Regions from separate parts of the Sus scrofa genome. Here region 1 is linked to region 2. Evidence: chromatin contacts called from public HiChIP or PLAC-seq data. All regions are on one chromosome and are shown on one strand. Each heading gives the region's core, a stretch centred on a gene start, on an enhancer-like site or on the middle of the called end of the contact. The rest is flanking DNA. Distances are from core to core; before and after follow the strand shown.

Evidence for each region. HiChIP or PLAC-seq counts read pairs in DNA pulled down with a chosen protein or histone mark.
Region 1: a contact with region 2 is called in an H3K27ac HiChIP or PLAC-seq map of skeletal muscle. The contact joins two enhancer-like sites. A contact is called at or near these places in 1 of 5 promoter capture datasets (liver), 6 of 47 Hi-C or Micro-C datasets (embryonic fibroblasts, epiblast stem cells, heart right ventricle and 2 more) and 2 of 2 datasets of contacts at active chromatin or transcription factors (alveolar macrophages and skeletal muscle).

What each region holds. Positions count from the first base shown.
Region 1 is chr7:12,713,567-12,716,687 of Sscrofa11.1, forward strand. ATXN1 (ataxin-1) reads right to left here. Exons shown (of 8, transcript XM_021099774.1): 2 at 163-304. Among named protein-coding and RNA genes, the nearest start is that of ATXN1, 16 kb to the right of the region's middle. Within about 2 kb of position 1,390, at least 29 of the 83 cell types and tissues checked have an H3K27ac peak or open chromatin away from gene starts, as enhancers often do. A contact at or near this core is called in skeletal muscle, where this site is marked.
Region 2 is chr7:12,617,092-12,619,832 of Sscrofa11.1, forward strand. All of the region lies in intron 2 of ATXN1 (ataxin-1), which reads right to left. Among named protein-coding and RNA genes, the nearest start is that of ATXN1, 110 kb to the right of the region's middle. Within about 2 kb of position 1,445, at least 5 of the 83 cell types and tissues checked have an H3K27ac peak or open chromatin away from gene starts, as enhancers often do. A contact at or near this core is called in skeletal muscle, where this site is marked.

The DNA of each region.
Region 1 (3,121 bases), core at 140-2,639, 96 kb after region 2:
ATCCGAGTTTGAAAAAAACCTCGGCGATGTCTCCAATTCCCACACATACGGTCTGCAAAGATCTTCCACGGCTACAAAGGGCGCAAACGTGGCCAGTAGGACATCTTCCCACGTCAGGCTTTATCCTCGGATGGAAACTAGAGAGCAAGGCAAAACTCTCACCTGATGTGAGACACACTTCCCTGCCGCGGACGAGGAAGAGGGGACCGCCACCGCTGCCGCCACCGCCGCCGCCGCCGTCCGACGATGACAGACAAATCTGCAGCTTGAATGGGACACCCTGGCGATCTGCTGCACGATCGGCCTGCAAGGGTCCGGGGGATGCAGAAGAGGAAATCCAAAATGAAAAACAGAACACGTGGCCTTAAGAACCATTTCCACCTGAAGGCGTCCAAGCACTGACATCTAAATTTGAAGAACATCACGTTTTGCATGGTGTTCTGAGAATCACACAGCTACCAGCCAGCGCAAAAGGCAGGTCTGGTTCTATTCCATAGGGCTCGGAGGGAGGCCAACACACACAAAAAAAGGTCATTCCTTCAATCAAATTAAGAGCGTGGTCGCCCCATGTGCGCCAGCTACTGTCATGCTTTTCTGTAATGATTCTAACCAATCACCTCATAAACACATCAGAGTAATCACAGGACAATCAGGTGAAAATGGGCATGGATTGAATAGTAATTGAGCCAGAGTCTAATTTTCATGAGGCATATATTATACCATCAACATGCAACCTGAGGGAGAATCATGAAACACCACAGTTATTAGCACACCAGTCTAATGGGATAGAAAGAAAAAGAATCGAATGCAGGAAAAAAAAAAAAAATTTTAAGTATGCACAGACTCACTAGACTTTCCGCTAAACTGTCAATGATTTAATTACTGAATGTATGTCTACTTGACTTTCATTCTGCCACAACATCCTGTTCATGGTTAAGGAAAAATTACCCACTGTATGATGAATGAGTGAATCTGTGAATGGATGAATGAAAGAGAGAAAGAATCAAGCTTCCATATACCTTTCCATCAGGGAGCTTGGTGCTTGTAGTAGTTTTTGTGAGGTAAAGACCTACGCATAGAAATGGAAGAAGGTGAGGACTTGAACGGCTCACATAGGTGCCAGCCCTATCTCTTCAAAAAATATTTTAAAATACTGGTGGTTCCCAACTGTCCACATTACATGGAATCGGTAGCACTGTTATTATAAAAGACTCCCCCAACTGGTCATGGCTGGGCTGATTTTTTAGTCTTTGATTACTGGAGCTGATCTGCATATTTGTTTAGGCTGGTTTTAAATTTAGTTTGGGTTTCCTAAGCCCACGCCAGGTAACAGTAGGAAGGAGAAGGCCCAGGATTATATTGGGTGTCAGAAAGAAACTATTCTGGAGCTATGAATATGATCTCCAATGTGAATAATCTGTAAACAGGTAAGTGAGCCAATTATCCTTGGGTACATGGCAACACATCTCATGATTATTTTCATCCATACACACTCACTATTTTTAAGAGCACAGCCCAGCTGGAAAGGAAAATAATTTCGATTGCCTTCCAACACTTTTCAAAGTAATGAACAGTAGCCAAAATAGGCTTCCTTCAAGCTAACCCATTCACCAAGTATTTATTTAAGCATCTACTGCATGCCTGGGACCTAGAGGCAGAAGTAAGGTTTCTGGGCCTTGGTTTCCCCACAGGTAATCAGTAAGCGTTAAGGAAGAAGAAAGCTGTTCTGGACTGTAACATCCTTGAAGTCCTTAGCAGACACTATCCCTCCGTTAAGAAGTTTGTTGAGTTACAAATATAAATAGGGGTCACGTTAAATAGAAGCGCACAGAATTCCGTTTACTCTCACACAGTACATGTTTTAAGGGGTGGGGTGATCCTGGTGTTATCTAGTAACGTCGTTTTCAAATAAGGCATCAAAATACTTGATCATCATTTGTGAACAAGGTGCGGGGACCAGGGATTTGCAGAGTGCTTGCGTTATGAGCTAACAGTTGAGAGAGTGCTGGCTTGCAAATCGACGTGTGCACACACAATCCTATTTACATATCACCTGGCAGATAAGGTTTTATAGAGTCCAAATTACAGTCTCTGCTCAAGTGCAGAGAACAGTCAAACATGAGGCAAAGGCTGTAAAATATTAATTCACTCTCGCATTGGCATGCCTACTTATTTCAAAAGCACTTGTGTTGCTACACTAGTTAGAGTAATTAAGAGTTAAGACAACTTGCTGTGTTCCATCAGAGAAGAAACGCAAGAATAAAGGCAAAGCAGAGTGGATTTGTTGCAACAATAATATACGAGAAAATCGCTTACAGACTTATACAATACATATCCACTAAAGAAACGGAATACTTAATATTTTAAAAGCCCAGCAGAGCAACGTAACACAATATTACTAATAGTGGAATATTACTAATAGTGGAAGATTAAATGGCCTAAATAATACTAATGTGAAAGTCAGTAATGAGAAGAAAATATAGAAATAATATAAATACAGAAGATACTATAAATACTTCAGGGAGAGGAGGCCAAAGCTCAGGGTGTGATAAAGGACAATGTGCCATGCACAGTGACACACAAAAAAATTTCTTTGACTGTTAGAAGCGTAAATGTTTACAGCTCAGCAGCTATGACAATTAGCACTAAAAACTTCTGCTAAACAACTCGTTCAAACCGTGTCAGTTAAAGAGGACCTAAGTAGAGAAAAAGGAGTTCTCAGCCCAAATCTAAACACCATAATCAGGGGAAACCTCTGCCCTCTCAAGTCTCAAATTCTGATTCCACTACAATGAAACCTCTGAAAAGTCATTTTCAGGTTAAGGATACAAATTTGCTTACACCATAGCCATTATCATCACATTTTCATTACTCCACAAATGGGATGCATTAAAAGTTATAAAAAAAAATCAATGAAACATTTCTGCTAACCTCCAATATGTCAAGGAGAATATACTGCTTGTTTTTTTTTTTTTTTTTTGTCTTTAAAAGTTCTAAACTTGTTTTAGTATATTTGAGACGGTAACCTGTGTTACAGATATGTATAGTACATGAGTATGAAAAGTTCAGATTTATAAGGCTTATACTATACATTACTATACTGATGAAGACAAAAATATAT
Region 2 (2,741 bases), core at 195-2,694:
CCTGAGGCAACTGCCAAAGATCTCATCATCAAATGACACCACTGTAAGAGAGAGGGTACACTTTTTGTGCCTCACTGGTGGCTGAGTGAATAATCAATTCCTTGAAAGCCTTCTGAAGCTATGACTTTATAGAATGTGCGCTGTTTTTTAAAAGGACTTTTGGGGGGTTGTGAGTACCTGGTTCAAATCATGTAGGCACTTCAAGATTTCGAGGAGGGGCCCGAGAAAGCCACTGCTGGTTAATGTTTAAACAAGTGAGTGGAGTCTAAGGCCATGATATTTTCAGTCTAGCTAGAAGAGCAACTGCCTGAAAATGGCAAAGGCTTTTTTGTTTTCTTGATGCCATCAATACCCACTGAAAGTGGGGTTGTTACAATTTTATTAGTTTTTCCTAAGCAGTTTTCATGAAATGTAATTGGGCTCCCACTCAAATGTGTAACAGTAACATATTGATACAAATCAACTCCAGCCAGGAAGTTCAAAGCATGACAAACCCTCTTTAGTTTACAGTTTTGGTAAAAACAGAATTTGGAGAGAGAAGGATTTAAGCGGGCCCACTGAGAGTTGTTGGCTGCTATCAATCTTCTTTTACTAAAAATAAACTGCTGCATTTCTCTGATTTGTTACCAGCTTTAGGTCCTGGTATTTTAGAACTGGAACTGTCTGTGTCACCTAGTCCAAGATTCTTCTGCGAATAAAGCTGCTGACCCAGAGAGGTTGATGGACCTCTTAAAGCCACACAGCAAATTAATTGATGTTTGATTAGACTCTGGGTTTAGTCACTCATGCCAACCAACTCTATTATTTTATTAGTAAAGTATAGTTGATTTACAATGTTTCATCAAGTTCACCAATGCCAACAGACTCTTAATGGACATAATGTCACTGAATGGAAAGGAATGCGCTGGTTTGAAAAGTTTACCAGAAGCACAATACTTTCTCATAGCATCCTTTCTCTCTTTTTCTGTCTATTTTTTGCCCTAAAAAATTTTCATTTCTGGATTATATTCTTGCCACCGAGTAAAGCAAAATTATCTGGGAGAGGTATATATTATGAACTCCAGGCCCTTCTCTGGCTGCCAATGCCAGGTGTCCAGAGGAGTAAGACTTAGACTCTTTGCAGAGGAGAGGAAGAAAAAAAAAGACTCATCTAAGAGACCAGATTTTCCATTCTTGTCTCTGTGGATGTGGGTAAGTTGGAAGTGATTCACTTTGTGATTTATGGCTGACCCTCAGTTATACATAGAGCAATAAGCAGGAGAAAAATTTTTATCAAAAGAAAACCACTGAAAATTCTACACACCTCCTTTTAAGCAAATATTGCAGTACACGTTCCTGCTCCAGCAAACTTTTCAGCAGTGCTGCTCATCACCCACAAAACAAACTGGCTGGAGTTTAATCTCCTTTGCCTGCCGGGTTCTTGTTTGCCAGTTGAAGTTATAAATAGAGATAAGACTAAAAGTCCAGAAGGGAGAAAAGAACACCAGAGGCCTAGAGCATTCATTGATATGCCTGAACACTGAACGCGAGTTACGTAAACAAGGATTTCGCTCCAGATGACATCCTTACAGGCTTTTAAAATTTGATAAGCATTTTTGTGATAATTTTCTTCGAAGCAGCCAAAGCAGCAAAGTACAGAATACCAAAGTAAATCAAAACCAGCGGCCTCAAAGCCATGAGGGTTTGTTTTTGGTTGGGTTTTGTTTTTGTTTTTGTTTTAGGCTTAGTTTTGCAGCTAAGGGGATTTTTAAATTTAAGTCACCATCTCCTAAGCAGAATTAGTTCCTGACCTATCAGCTAAAGGGACATAAGTAAATGTTCTCCATAATGAGTTCCCAATGGTAATTCAAGTTGTTTTTATAGTTTCACGTGTAGAACTGAGTGTACCAAATCAAACACAAACACAAGTTTATCTTGTATGATCTATCAAGTGGATAGCTCTCCTAAAACTCAACAATTAGACAAAGATAGAAAGCGAGTGATAGGTTCACGATGGAATACCCCGTCAGTGGGGGAATGGGTGTTCCAACCCACAAATAGAACTGGAAAAGGAACCTTCCATTTACTTATTTATTTTTATTTTTAATTTTTGTCTTCGTAGGGCTGCACATGCAGCACATGGAAGTTCCCAGGCTAAGGGTTGAATCTAAGCTACAGCTGCTGGCCTCCACCACGGCCACAGCCAGGCCAGATGCTTATCCCACCGAGCAAGGCCAGGGATCACACCTGCGTCCTCATGGATACTAGTCAGGTTTGTTACCACTGAGACACAATGGGAACTCCTGAGCCTTCTGCTTGGAAAGAGATTTCCCCTCCCTTACACCACTTAGAAAATAAGTTACTGATAAATAAAACATATGAATATGTGTTTGCATAGATATACATTTATAAGCATTTATTATACATATATACATCATCATATACAATAAGATAGAGAAAAATAACGTTATGATCACAAAAAGCCTTATAGGCCATTGCAGAGGCTTTGGCTTATTACTTTAAGTAAAATAGGAAGACACTAGAGAATTTTGAATGGAGGAGGATGAGGATCTGCCCTGTGTTTTAAGGGATCACTCTGTCCATTGTGTGAAAAAGAGATTATAAAAGCACAGGGTTGAAAACACAAAGCCTACTTAGGCTACTGCAAAAATTCAGGTGAGACATGCAAAACATGGACCAAAGAGGTGACACCGGGGGAGGAGGCTGTGGGCCCTGGTGGAGTTCTGAATATATTTTGAAGG